Linked DNA regions of Gossypium arboreum: region 2 is linked to region 1. Evidence: chromatin contacts called from public Hi-C data. All regions are on one chromosome and are shown on one strand. The core of a region is the stretch at or near the end of the contact, and the rest is flanking DNA. Distances in the headings are between cores, read along the strand shown. Region 1 holds the start of LOC108464115. Region 2 holds the start of LOC108463268 (putative zinc finger protein CONSTANS-LIKE 11).

Evidence for each region. Hi-C and Micro-C count contacts between places; a contact is called where the count stands out from the background.
Region 2: a contact with region 1 is called in a Hi-C map of leaf, with 2.8 times the contacts expected there. The contact joins the promoter of LOC108463268 here to the promoter of LOC108464115 in region 1. A contact is called at or near these places in 2 of 5 Hi-C or Micro-C datasets (both in leaf).

Annotation. Positions count from the first base shown.
Region 1 is chr13:11,156,660-11,163,701 of ASM2569848v2, forward strand. It overlaps LOC108464115, which reads left to right and starts at 4,221. Exons shown (of 7, transcript XM_017764212.2): 1 at 4,221-4,646; 2 at 4,784-5,193; 3 at 5,333-5,731; 4 at 6,349-7,042. The coding sequence starts at 4,481.
Region 2 is chr13:11,342,506-11,349,547 of ASM2569848v2, forward strand. It overlaps LOC108463268 (putative zinc finger protein CONSTANS-LIKE 11), which reads left to right and starts at 3,323. Exons shown (of 8, transcript XM_053024641.1): 1 at 3,323-3,603; 2 at 3,741-4,411; 3 at 4,558-4,782; 4 at 5,530-5,873; 5 at 6,343-6,503. The coding sequence starts at 3,824. The coding sequence ends at 6,469. It also overlaps the pseudogene LOC108462226.

The sequences.
Region 1 (7,042 bases), core at 2,971-5,470:
TTCCCATTGAGTGAATCCTTTAGCAACAGTCTAGCTTTATATCTTTTTATGTTGCTCATTGAGTTTTTTTTTGTTTTGAAGAACCATTTACATCCAATGTATTTTACGCCTTTAGGCAATGACATAAGATCCCAAACATCGTTACTTTTCATAGAATTCATCTATTCTTTCATAGAATTATACCACAATTCTGACTCTTTGCAACTCATGGTTTGTGAAAATGAATTAGAATCATTCTCAGTTCCAATATTATAGTTAAACTCTTGCAGATACACAATATAGTCACTAGAAATTGTTGATTTCCTTTCTCTAGTAGATATCTTCAATGTTGAACCAACATTTTCTTGTGGATCATGTTGTTAAACTAATTGTTCAATGATTTCTAGATTTTCTTGAATAGCTTGATCTACTGAAGTGTTTTCAGCAGCTTGTGGATTTTCATTGATTAGTTGTTCAACACCCGGTTGAGCTTGAGAGGTGCTTTGTATGATAACCAATCTCTCACTTGAGGTGGAAGGTTGACCTATAGGAATCATGTCCCGAGACAGATCGCTCCTACTACTTAAGTTATTTTCAAGAAATTTTTACATTTCTCGATTCCACAATTCTAGTGCTATGAGATGGATAAAAGAATCTGTATCCTTTGGACCTTTCAACATATCCAATGAAATACCCACTAATGGTCATTGGGTCCAATTTCTTTTCTTACTTACTTCAAACGAGCATCCTTATAAGTGTATATGTCGCAAACTCGATTTCCAACCTTTGAACAACTCAAAAGGTGTCTTTGAGATAGCCTTGGTTGAAACTCGGTTTAATATATACATAGTTGTTTTAAGAGCTTTAACCCACAAGGATTTAGGTAGCTTAGAGCTACTAAACATACTTCGCACTATGTCTATTAAGTTCGGTTTCTTTTTTTCGTAACATCATTCTGGTCAAGTGAGCTTAACATGGTGTATTGGCCCACTATACTATTATCTTGAAAAAAACTTCGTAAATGGAACAAGTGTTTATCCATCCTCAGTGTATCTACATAATAATCACCACCTCTATCGGTTCTCACAATCTTGATTTGTTTATCGCATTGTTTCTCTATTTTAGCTTTGAAAACTTTAAAGGTTCTAATGCTTTGCTTTTGTGATGAAGCATGTAGAGATACATGTATCGTAAGTAATCGTCTATGAAAGTGATGAAATATTTTTGACCTTGCACATCCATATTTGGGCAACATATATTAGAGTGGATGATTTCCAATATGGTCAAACTCTTATTGACACCTTTCTTTAACTTGTTAGTCTGCTTGCCCTTAATTCAGTATATACAAGTATTGAAATTAGTAAAACCTAAAGTACTAAGTACACATTGTTTACTAGTCTCTTAATTCTTTTAATGGAGATATGTCATAATCTTCGGTGCCATAAAATATATGAATCTTTATTTATAACACAACATTTAGTATCAGTTTGAACGTGCATAACATTATAAGTGACATTATTTTACAAATTAAGAGAATAAAGACCATCAAATAAAACACTATTCTCAGCAAGTTCAGATTTATAAAATAAACTAAAACCAATGTTTGAAAAACTAAAACAATAACCAAATGATACAAGTCTCGAAATAGAGAGTAAATTTCTAGAAAATCTGGGAATATAAAAGGTCTTTTTTTAAAATTAAAACAAAGCCACTCCTAAACACTAATTCACATATTCCAATTGCTTCCACATGTGACTCTATCTTATTTTCTGAATAGATGTGTCATTCAACTCCCACAAACTCCCTCAGGTTTCTTAATCCTTATAAAGAATACGATATATGGATTGTAGAACCATAATTAATCCATCATGTGTTGTAACTAACATCAACCATATTGGACTCAAAGTAAATAAAGTGAGATTGATTTACCTTTCTTTTCAAGCCAACTTTTAAACTTGACACAATCCTTCTTTAAGTGTCTCTTGTTTTTACAAAAGAAACACTTGGATTCTTTCTTTATGTCAGCTGGGAGTTGCATTTTTGCCTTCCCATTTTTCTTGGCTTGGACCGTCTTCTTTCTTTGAGTAACCATCAATGCACTCACTCATATCTCCAGTACGAGTCTAGCCTCTTCTTGATCACGCGTGGTCAAAAGCTCATTGATAGAACACTTATTCTTATGTGTGTTATAGGAGAGCTTAAAAGGCCCATAATGAGGTGGAAGAGTGTTCAATATAAAGTGCACTAGAAAAGATTCAGACATTTCAACCTCATGTGCTTTTAATTGAGTTGCTAAATCTCTCATCTTGTTGATGTGATCACGTAGACCTTTAACGGTAGTGAGCTTCATTGATGGGAACTTCATGATTAGGGTGTTGGTTAATGTCTTTTGAGATGTTCTAAATTGTTTTTCAATAGCCGTTAATAATTCTTAGACATTCTCATAATGTTCAATTGAGCCACGAACATCATTAGGAACCTTACTCTTTATGAACATGATACTTAACAGGTTAGATTACTCCTATTTTTCATACAAAACAAGATCAACCTAGGTGTTGGTTTCAGTAATATGTGGCTCAAATTTCCTTATAACATAATCAATATCCAAGCACCCCAATTGGAGAAGAATACTCTCCTTCCATAACTTAAAGTTCTAATTAGTTAATTCAGGGATATCTACTCTATTATCATATATATTCACAGGTTGTAAAATTACAAAACAAATGAACATACATGCTTAACAAAAAATTGAGGCAAACATAAATCATAATTTACCAATGCAAATTATGAAAATAATGAATCTAGTGACATAAAAACTATTTGTGGGCTAAATTTTTAATTCAATTAGATCCATTTTATGATAGAATTATTTACTATCCTTTTGATAAAAATTATTAAATTCATTTTCATAATTTTTATGGGTAACTCATGAAAAATTATTTAATAATTTTATCTTAATAAATTATGTAATGAGATTTAATACCTATGTTTTCCGTATGTGATTTTTAACTTTAATAATTTTATTTAACTAAAGGTGTTGTGACTAGTCTTTAACTAAATAAAATTATGAAAATCACTTAGCTAGATATTAATCCTTAAACATTATTCAAGATTGTTGCTAAATCATTATGCAACATCTAATTTCTATAAACCTTATGAGATTCTTACTAAATAAATAATTTCATTTAATTAAATTTTTGTGGCTAATTTTCTAATTAAATAAAATTATTTGGATCCCTAGACATACATTCTATAATTTTATTACTAAATACGTTATGCAATAAGTCTAAAAATTTTATGTACCTAAAATTGTATACAACTAATAACGAGATAACTCACATAAAACCATTTACTTCAGCACAAAAAATATTCGAACAACAAAATTCTAAAATTTTTCACTTTAATAAAATCTCACGATTTTGTACAGAAGTTTGCAATAAATATTCTAAAAATCTTCGCCTATAGCCTTGTAAGGAGACAGAGAGGCATGGGGAAGAGAATTGAGTCAACCCTTAGCTTTCCCATCAAGAGAAAATTTAAATAATCTGAGTTTAATCACTTCATCAGTAAAGTTGCTAAGGTACCAAGATAGATAAAGTTGTCAAATTCAGGGGTGAAATGTTACTTTATTCCTAACTATTTTTTTCATATAATTATTTTGCTCGCATCATGAATCGAGTTATAATCTAGTATAGGTGATAAGGTAAAACATGCAACCTTTTTATTCAATTCAAATTTCAAATTGTCTCACATTAATATTGGTATTTTAAACTAGACCTGTTAACCTAACCTTTAAATAAAGTATAATGTGCTTCAACACATTCGAGCCAACGCTATTTTGTACTGACAATAATGTCGATACCAATCGAGCTAAAATTTAATTGACAATTAAACCTATTAATTAGATGAACCAAAGTGGCTTCTAGTCCAATCAATTTGAGTTTTAACATTTTCGAGTCATTTTAATTCAAAAGCATTTAGATTTAGATTAGAGTTTGAATAATTTTGAGATTAGATTATTTTGTGTTTGAGTTATTTAGATTCACACTCAATGTTTTTCAAATCAAATCATTACGAGGTCGAATCATTCAGGTCATTTGAATTTAGGTGATTTTGAGCTGTTTCGAGTTAATATTGTTTGTAGTTTGAATAAATTTCAAGTAATATCAATTAAAGTTAAATTGATGATATTAAAATTTTAAATTTTTTTATAATAAAATCAATTTAGTTTGAGATAGTATTAATCAAATTCGAAGTTTAGATAAGAATTAACGTAGCTATGCTTAACCCACTGAAAATGAAAATCTTAAATCACGATTAGACCCTGAACGATAACAATTTTTTGATTTAGTACTCAATTTTTACCCTACCCAGTCCGATCCAATTATCTGTTGAAATAGATGTTGGGTTCCAAATCCATGTACATATTTGACCCAAAACACTGTCGGGTCTTCATTGATTGAGAAAAGCGGCGGTGTCTGCGTGATTTATCGCGACGGCGATGAAGTACTTGTTGTTGATCCCGATTTCGATAATTTCACTCGCGCTGTTATCAGCCGTTGATTGCGCTTCAAACGGCGTAGGGGAATGGCAGATCCTCACCAAACTGAACTACTCTTCTCAGATCTGTCGCCACCCTCACACCCTCATCCTCGTCACCGTCCCATGTAACCTAGACATTCATTTCATTTCAATTCAATCAAAATCATTTGCCTTTTACAGTTCAATTTACGGCTACGAATATGAATATGATTCAAATTGTAATCAGCGATCACGTTTTTCCTCATTTCTTCTCTTTTTTCAGGGTGCGGCGAGTCCCGGTCCCTTATGAGGGAGGTGTCCCGATTGGTTGCAGATAAGTCAACGGAGTTTGACTCTTTGAAATTAATGTTAATTCATAGGAACATGGAGAAAACGTTGGCCGATTCAATTGGTGCTTCGGATGGGATAACGGTTCTTTATTATTATCACTCCGTATCGTATAAGTACCAAGGGAAGCTTCGAGCTCGAAACATATTAAACTCTATTCATCCTTATATATCAGTTGCTTCACCTGAAGAACTTCCTTTAAAGCCCCTTAATTCTCAGGAGGAACTGGAAATGTTTCTAAACTCCACTGACAAAGCTTTGATTTTAGCTGAATTTTGCGGTTGGTCACCCAAGTTAGTGGATAAGGTGAAAAACAATGGGACTGGAACTGATTTGACGCCTAAGGTTGCTGGTAGTTTCTGATTACATTTCATTTCCATATTTAATTTAGTTTAATTAATGAAAAAGAAAATTTTGGGTTTGGGTTGGAGATAATGTTGCCTAAACTTTTTTTTTTTTTTGGTTTTATTATTTTGAAATTCAGAAAGTGGGAAGTGGGATGCTGAAATGTGATGTGGAAAATGGGATTGGTGGGATTCCTTGGATTACTGGGTTTAGCATGGTAGATGACCAAGTTTCTTTAACGGAGAGTGAAAATATGGAACTTGATCTTGGGTTGAACTGTACTTTAAAAGAGTATAAGCAATTTGATTCATTTTTCTCGAAGTTGATTGCTGTTAGAAGAGAGTTCTTAGTTTCTCAAGAAAGACTTAGATTTGGGTTGATTTCTAATACATCATTAGTGTCGTCTCTTGGCGTTGAAGATTCTGGTACATGGATGGCAGTGCTGTACTTCAAAGGATGCCCTGGCTGTTCAAAGGTTATTAAAGATGAGGAAGAGCTCAAGAATGCCCTCATGACAGACAATTCAGTTGTTCGCGAGGTATGAAGTTTTCTACTTCTCAGTGCCCCCAAAGCTTGTGGTCAAAGCGAACTAGGTTTATGGCTTCTTTTTTTATGGTGTTGTAGACTTAATGGGAAAGAATAATCTTAGGTTGATTGCATGCCACTAAATACATAAAACCGGCACATCTGTAGTAGCTATTTTTTTCCCTTACTTTGGGTAGGACACCTGAATAGTGTGCATCTTAGCCCGAGAATTTTGTTACACCTAGCTCTACTCCAAATGCTCTAACCTTTAGTTAAAAGTATCCTTTTTGCCTGTTACTGTAGCTACTTTTAATTGGATTAAAGGAACTTGTTCACTTAGTATGATCTAATTGTGTTCAGGGCTTCATAACAATTGTTTGTTAACTATGAGCAAGATCAATATAATTTGTATGCATGTGGCACAATGGATTTTCATGCACAAAGGAGGCAATCCAACTGTCACTTTTTGCCTATTTCACGTGAATATATATATATATATATATATATATAAGTTCCTATTTTTATGTACAACGTGGTTTGTCTTTTTCATATTGATTTTAATATCTTGTGTCTTTCCTATTCTGAGTGTATATCTCTCTCTGTCTCTCACATACTTCCCACGCAATGTAGCTAGAATTTGTTGGCCAAGATCTTCCGCTTGCTTTACCTGGAAATAGGCCATCAGTAATTCTTTTTGTGGATAGATCATCTCAGACATCAGAAACTAGAAGAAAAAGTAGGGAAGCTCTTGATGCGTTTAGAGAAGTAGCACTTCACCACCAGATATCAGATTGGGTGAGTTCACAAAATACTGATCATAAAGAAAAGTCATCACTCCTAGCTTATAAGGGTAAAACAGGACATCCAAGCCTACAGCTTTCTGAAACTGCTCAGAAGATTAAGTTGAAGGATAGGATGTCATTCATGATTATAAATGAGGGTAAGCATGTTGCTCTGGATAATTTAGCTTCAGATTTGCAAGGTAAATCTTTGCAAGAGATCTTAACTTATCTTCTTCAGAGAAAGAAGGAATCAAAATTGAGTTCACTTGCAAAGGAATTAGGCTTTCGTCTTTTATCAGAGGATCTTGACATCAAAACAGCCCAGGAAGTACCATCACAAATAGAAGGCCAATCTAATGATGTCTTGCCGCCACCATCCCAGAAAGCTTCTTTAATTGATATTGTCGATCCACACAGTATACCAATGGAAAGTGAGTCTGGTTTGGTGAGTGAGGAAAAACCAAAATCAATTGGTGTTGAAGTTGATGAAGCTTCTTCTCAATACAAGGAGGATGAGGAAATTTCTTCCGATAAAAGTAAAC
Region 2 (7,042 bases), core at 2,073-4,572, 180 kb after region 1:
TTTGATATCTTGATATACAACTAAATATAGTGACAAGATTCCGAGGCCACAACTGCCTATGTCCAAACACGTGAAATGAACATTTTACTATCTCAAGACACATGTTATATGCAGTAAAAATTTTTAATGAATCATTATTACAATCTAACATCATACATGGATATAAGCATTCAGGGCAATCATATAAGAACCTAAGAATGTACGACGAGGAAAATAGATCTCTATAATGTAGACATTTGGTTTCAAATGACAACGTAAGTCAAGAAACTTACAGCAAATCTCAAAAGAAGACAAGATTTTCCAACACCAGAATCTCCAATAAGCAGAAGCTTGAACAAGTAGTCACTGCAAAAGATTGCAACCAAATAATACCAAGATATGTTCCAATGACGCATAAAAATAACATCAACAACTATAACATGTGTAACATAAAATTTTGTTTTCGCCAAAAGAGGCCTAATGCCCAAACCCAATCTCTTATAAACGAAACCTAAAGTTTAACTTGTCAGCGTTAAAATGCCAATTAACCAAATTAAGTGCCCAAAGATTAACCTTAGAATGCCAAGCAATTATCGGTTGACTCCTAATTTTACTGGTGCATCAAGAAAGCGCAATTCAAAATGAATTTTGATTTCAAACAAATTAAAGTAAGTCATCATCATTCACTCATATATACATACATAATGAGCACATTTTTTAAGACAGATTTGCTTCTTCAATACACATAATCGATTTAGCAATATGTTAACAAAATATAACAAATTATTTGCAAAAGAATAATATACCTCTTTGAATCTAATTATATTTGGATGCTTGAAAGACCTATGGTTCATAATCTCCCTCTGCACATGTTTATCATCTGCATAGTCAAAGAAACCCTTGAAATCAATCCATTGAGTCTAAACAAGAAAAAATGAGCCCAATTTACCCATGAATAAAAAGAAAATGCAAACAGATACAAGATCATGAACATTAACCGTAGAAATCAGAATTGTAAATATGAAATGAAAGGAAAAAGAAAAGAAAAGAAAATCCTAGTACGTACCTTGGGTCCTCTTTCAATATACTTGACAACATATGTCGATGGAGATACAGCAGCGGAAGGGGGAGAGGGAGAGGGAGGGGGAGGGGGAGGGGGAGGGAACCGATTTTGGGAAAAAGAAAGGAGGGAAAAAAGAAGATATTTCATGTCAAATTTTGGGATTTCAGGGGGAAGGGGGGAACCGATTTTGGGAAAAAGTCTTTAGGCATTTAGGGTAACAAAACGGTGCCGTTTTGTGTAAGACTAAAAAACGCCGCTTGCCGCTATTGCTTATCTTTTGCAATAGCACTGTTTTGCTTCGCTAAAAATCCCTTATTTTGGTTTAATATATATAAACTTTATCATTATCTCTTAAATAATTTAAACTATATTGATAATTTTAATATATTAAAATAAATATTATCTTCTTTACAATTTTATAAGAAATTAATTAATATATAAATTAAAAAATCAGTCATATACCCCAAAAAAATTTTAAAATTATTTTAATTAATAGTATTTTATTTTTTATTTTTGACATGTATTTTTCTATGTTTTTACTTTCAAAATTTTTCTCAATAAATTCCAAATGTTACTTCAATTTTCCAACAAGAAACCCTAAATGTTAAACCCCAAACTATAAATATATACCCTAAACCCTAAATATATATTACATGGGATAAAAGTAATTAAAAATAATCTTATTGCTTACCTAAACCCTAAAAAAATTTAATTTTTATTATTTTATCAAAAACCCTAACCCTTAAACCTTAATAGCTTAACCCTTAAAACCATGAACAGTACTACGACCCTAACTATAAAACAAAAAACCACAAACTCTAAACCATAAACCTTAAAACAAAAACTTTAAACCCAAAATAATAAACATTATATCATAAACCCTAAACCCCTAAACCATGGACATTAAAACTTAAATCTTAAATCATAAACTCTAAACCCCAAAATAATAAACATTATATCATAGCCCATATCCCTTAAACATTAAAACCTTAAAACCTTAACCCCAAACCTTAAACCATAATTAAATATTTAATTATATGTATACACCTAAATTATAATAAAGATACATCTCTAATTATATATGAAATTCAATTTAATGTGTAATTGTAGACGTGAAATTCTAATTGTGGTTTAAATGTATAGTTGAAACTTTAATTTTGATTTAATCATACACATTTTAAAAATAAATACATCAATATATTTTTATATTGAATAAATACAAATATTTATGTATGCAATATATAAATATAAAATGATGTTATATCAATAATTGTGTTCATAATTTATGCTTTTGGGATTTAACCCATTGCACACTAAACCATTGTTCATGTATGCTTCTAGGATTTAACCCATTTTGATATATATTTTTAAAAATAATAAATTATATTTATCTTATTTAAATTTATATTATAAAAATTCTAAGATATACAAATTAATTAAGTAGTTCACCATATTTACCCCTAAACCCCAACCTCCAAACCCCAAATTCTAAACCATAAATCCCAAACCATAAACTCTAAGCCCTAAACTTTAAACCATAAATCCTAAACCATAACCCATAAATTAAATTGATTTTTTTGTATGTTTTTAAAAAGCGTCGGTAATGCTCGATCTATAGCGTCCTTTTTCAAAAACCGCTGCTAATGCCACTAAAGCTCATATAAAACGGCGTTGTGCTTAATTTTTTTGTGGCATTTTTCAAAAAGCGCCGCTAATGGTCGACCTATAGCGGTATTTTTTAAAAAGCGCCACTAATGCTCGATCTATAGCGGCGTTTTTTAAAAAGTACCACTGATGCTCGATAACCATAATTTTTTCAAATTATGATTCCTATTTTTTCAAATTGAACATAATTTTTTAATTACGTAAAAAAATATGATGTTAAATTTAATCTAAAAATAAAATCAAACATAAATTTGACCACTAAATAACTGGGTATTAAACTTACCATTTATCCCATTTTAAAAAGAGATTCAGACAGTTCAACACAGCTAAGCGCCCACATCAGCATCGTCTCACACCACAAATCAGAAACTGTTCAGACACATAAGCCACGTGTCTATCTGTGATATCTCGAGATGCGGGGCTAAATTTTCGTCTCGAAAGTCAAAATGAGAAACCCGCACATAATCTCGGGTGATGACGTGGTGATCAATTTGTGACCAATCCTTCTATCAAACCGCCCTCAATCTTTCCACTTATTTACCATCCTCGCCATCGTCCGACCAAAACGGATGACCGCAATAAAATCACATGTCCACGTCATCCTAGAGTGTCCCATCCACAAAGCTAACATCGCACCACGTGGCAAGCACCCATCAAACCTCGGACAAACGTGAATAAATAAACCAGTTTTTGCTCACTGAAAAAAAAAAAAGAAAACTTCCAGTTACCAACGCTGACAGCTCTTCACTGTTCCCCCTATTATGTATTTTTAGCTCAAAGAAATGTTTGCTTTTCTGTTATCAATGTTGATGCGTATTTGCTTCGATTAATGGCTTATGTGTTCTTCGACATTGGCTGATTTCAGAAGCCGGGATTGGGTTCTTTTCATTGAAGAGGTAAAGCTTAATCTCAATTTACTCTTTTTCTATGATTTTAAATTTTAATCATTCAAATGATTCAATTCCTTGTTCTTTGCACATGATCTGGGTATAATTTTAATCGGTTTTTGTTAATTTTGATTATTGAAGGGTAGTTTCTGTTAGGATTGAGGAATCAATAGAGCCGAATTACCGCCCAACTGCAGTGGTTTACTGTAAAGTTAGGAGGAATAACGGGATGGAACCTGTATGCGATTTTTGTCGAGGAGAAAGAGCAGTGGTTTACTGTAAATCGGATTCGGCTCGGCTTTGCTTGAGCTGTGATGGGTGCGTTCACTCTGCAAATTTGTTGTCACGTAGACACGTTCGTTCACTTTTGTGTGAGAAATGCAATTCTCAATCTGCAGTTGTTAGGTGTTTGGATGAGAAATTGTCTCTTTGTCAGGATTGTGATGGTAATGGCAATGGTTGCTGGAGTTTGGGGCATTGGCGAGAGGCCCTCAATTCTTATACGGATTGTCCTTCTTTGGCTGAGTTTAGAAGAATCTGGTCTTCGGTTCTTGGTGCTTCGTCTCCTGCTGTTTTTGATGTTGATTGGCCAGTCGGTGCTTCAGCTGCTAACGACAATTGTTTCACTAACTGTTTGAATCAAATAGATCAAGGGGGCTCATTTGAACTGGCTGGTACAAAGTTAAATGAACTAGATTCATGTCCTAAGCTAAAGCCTTGTATGGTTTCATCTTCTCTGATATCACCAAATGCAAATTACGTCCCTTACTGTAAAGATGGAGAACCTGTTTTCTCAGAGGAGCCGAATATGCCAAAGGTATGGCTTTTGCTGCTATATTTATTTGAATTGGTGATGGAAAGTATTGAATTTGAAGTAATAGCTCGACTCTTGAATCATTCTTTGTTTAGCCGCATTTGGACTGATCTGTCTTGAATGCTTGATTTTGGCTCCTTTTGTTCCAGGGTTATTCTGACCTCAGAGATTTCAAAGTTCCTGATGGTGATGACCTTTGTGAGGGCCTGAACATCAATGATGCTCAATTCAGCTTCGAAACTGCCAATGAGATATTTGGTGGTTCACAAGGCCAAACTAGGTACCAGTTTGAGAAGGTTGGGACAGACTGCCTAATTATGGACAAAACTTTACCGGTAATCGAATCTAATGGTCCTAGCAAGAACATGTTAGAGGTTTTCTTTTCTCTCTCTAATTTCAATTGCAAAATTTATCTTATAAATACATCTATGGTTATATATATATATATTTATATTCTATTTCTTCCTTTCCACATTTTCTAATCTAATTTGTAGTATTGTATGAGCATCTGAGTTGTTTTTCATATAAAACTTAGAAAATTATCAGCTGATGCTTTGAGTTTTAAATCCTAACTTTTTGGTACTTCATCAACTGTGATGTGAGAGGTAATAGGCCAAAAATCCATCTGCTATATAGCTATTGTTTCTATTCAGTAATATGTTTCTGATAAAGTAAAATCTGAAACTTGAAGTCCTTGTGCAATAGAACACCATTTATTTTATGTCCTAAGTGGCCTCCATTTGCAGCATTTGTTTGAAAATCAATTCATTTCACTGCATTAGTTTCAACTCATGACTTGTGCAAATCGTACTTTGTAATACTACTACCTTCTGCTCTACAAATCAAACAATAATAGACATATGGTAAGGAACAATTAAGTTCATAACTAATAGGATCAAGACTCAGCTCCATGGTACTCATGTTATTGTGTTAATAAGACATTTTACCATGTTACATGTTTATTTCTCGAGCATACTTATTGTTGCTGATGTTCTGGAGTAATTATAAACCTGAAAAACTACATAACTGTGTTCTTGTTTTATCTATGTTTCTTTATTGAAGTTGAGAAGAGATTTTAAATCACTTCATGGTTGACAAGCCACTGTTGTGTATCTTAACAGGCATTACCATCGGGACAAAAGGAGTGCCAGCCTTTTCCATCCCCTCAAGTTGGTTGCTCAGCTAGTATGATGGCTACCATGATTGGCACTTCTAATTGCATGCTTATGAATCCGGGTTGTAACCGAAACATCAATCTAGGATATCCTGTTGGCCAAGTTCCTTCAAACTTAGCTCCTTCACCATCCAACATTACAGTGAAAACTAGCCCTGCTGGATTTCAAGACTGTGGATTACCACCAGGTTTTCTAACCGGTGACTCCCATTTCCAAAATTTGGAAGTTAGTTGCCCACAAGCTAGGGATAAAGCGAAGATAAGATACAATGAAAAAAAGAAAACACGAATGTATGTTTTTCATCCCTGTTACATTGAAATTGATGTTTATCTTCTGTTTTCATGTTAATATGATACTGAGATAACTCATTTTCTGGTTAAAAATGTTTGGAGGACACTTTCCTGAAATCAAAATTGTTCTGTTTTAATACCTGATAATCTGTAGATTTACTTCTTTTGGGATGACATTGTCTGTTGTCTTTAATAATATAGATTGCCTCTTCAACATATGAAATCATCAGTTGTAATTTGTAGGCATGATTATTGTTTTACTTTTCCTGAAACAAAACAATTAGTTTGACAATAAAAACAGAATACATCTCTGCATAATGAATATTACTTACGTTCCCAATTTAAGATGGAAGGAGGTTGTTTTGCATTTTATTTTTCAATATTTGGTTTAAATAGCTATTAATTCACATGGTCAGGATGATGTATGACAAGTTCTTCTTCAATTGTTTTTTCATTTTCCTATTTACAGATTTGGTAAGCAAATAAGATATGCCTCCCGAAAGGCTAGGGCTGACACTAGGAAACGTGTGAAAGGCAGATTTGTGAAAGCAGGCGAAGAATATGATTATGATCCTCTCGTTGCACGGAACTTCTAAGGCGAATTATGGAATCATGCCCCTGATCATGAAGGTAAGAGATTTAATAAGACGATAATTAGTCCATCTAAAAATGTTTGTAAATAATGTTAATCATAATGGCATGATAAGCATTGAACCGAGACTCTAGCCTATTTTCAGTAAAGAAAGAAATGGTCTACAATGGATCAATTGATAAAATAAAGAGCTTATTGTAGAATACTATATTGAAGAAATTAAGAAATCAGTAACATTAGAGCGAAGGAAATATAAAGGAACACTGAAAGTTAGTCATCTTCAGATTAGCCTGCTTTTTTTTGGTTTATAGGGAAAGTCAAACAGATATTCAGATAAGACAGCTGTAGGAAACAAGTTTTCTGCTAGAATTGATCTTATACATAGTTTTTTTTCTTCTTTTTTGGAAAATTTCCATTGTTGACTAGTACGAGTATGGCAGTAGAGGTTAATCACAGTATTGACAGATATCGCATGCACTTTCAAAGTTCAGGTCTTAACCCTTTAATTTTGTTGCTTAGGATCCAATAGCTAACAACATTATCATTTCTCTTGTTCAATATTAGGCAGCAATGCAGC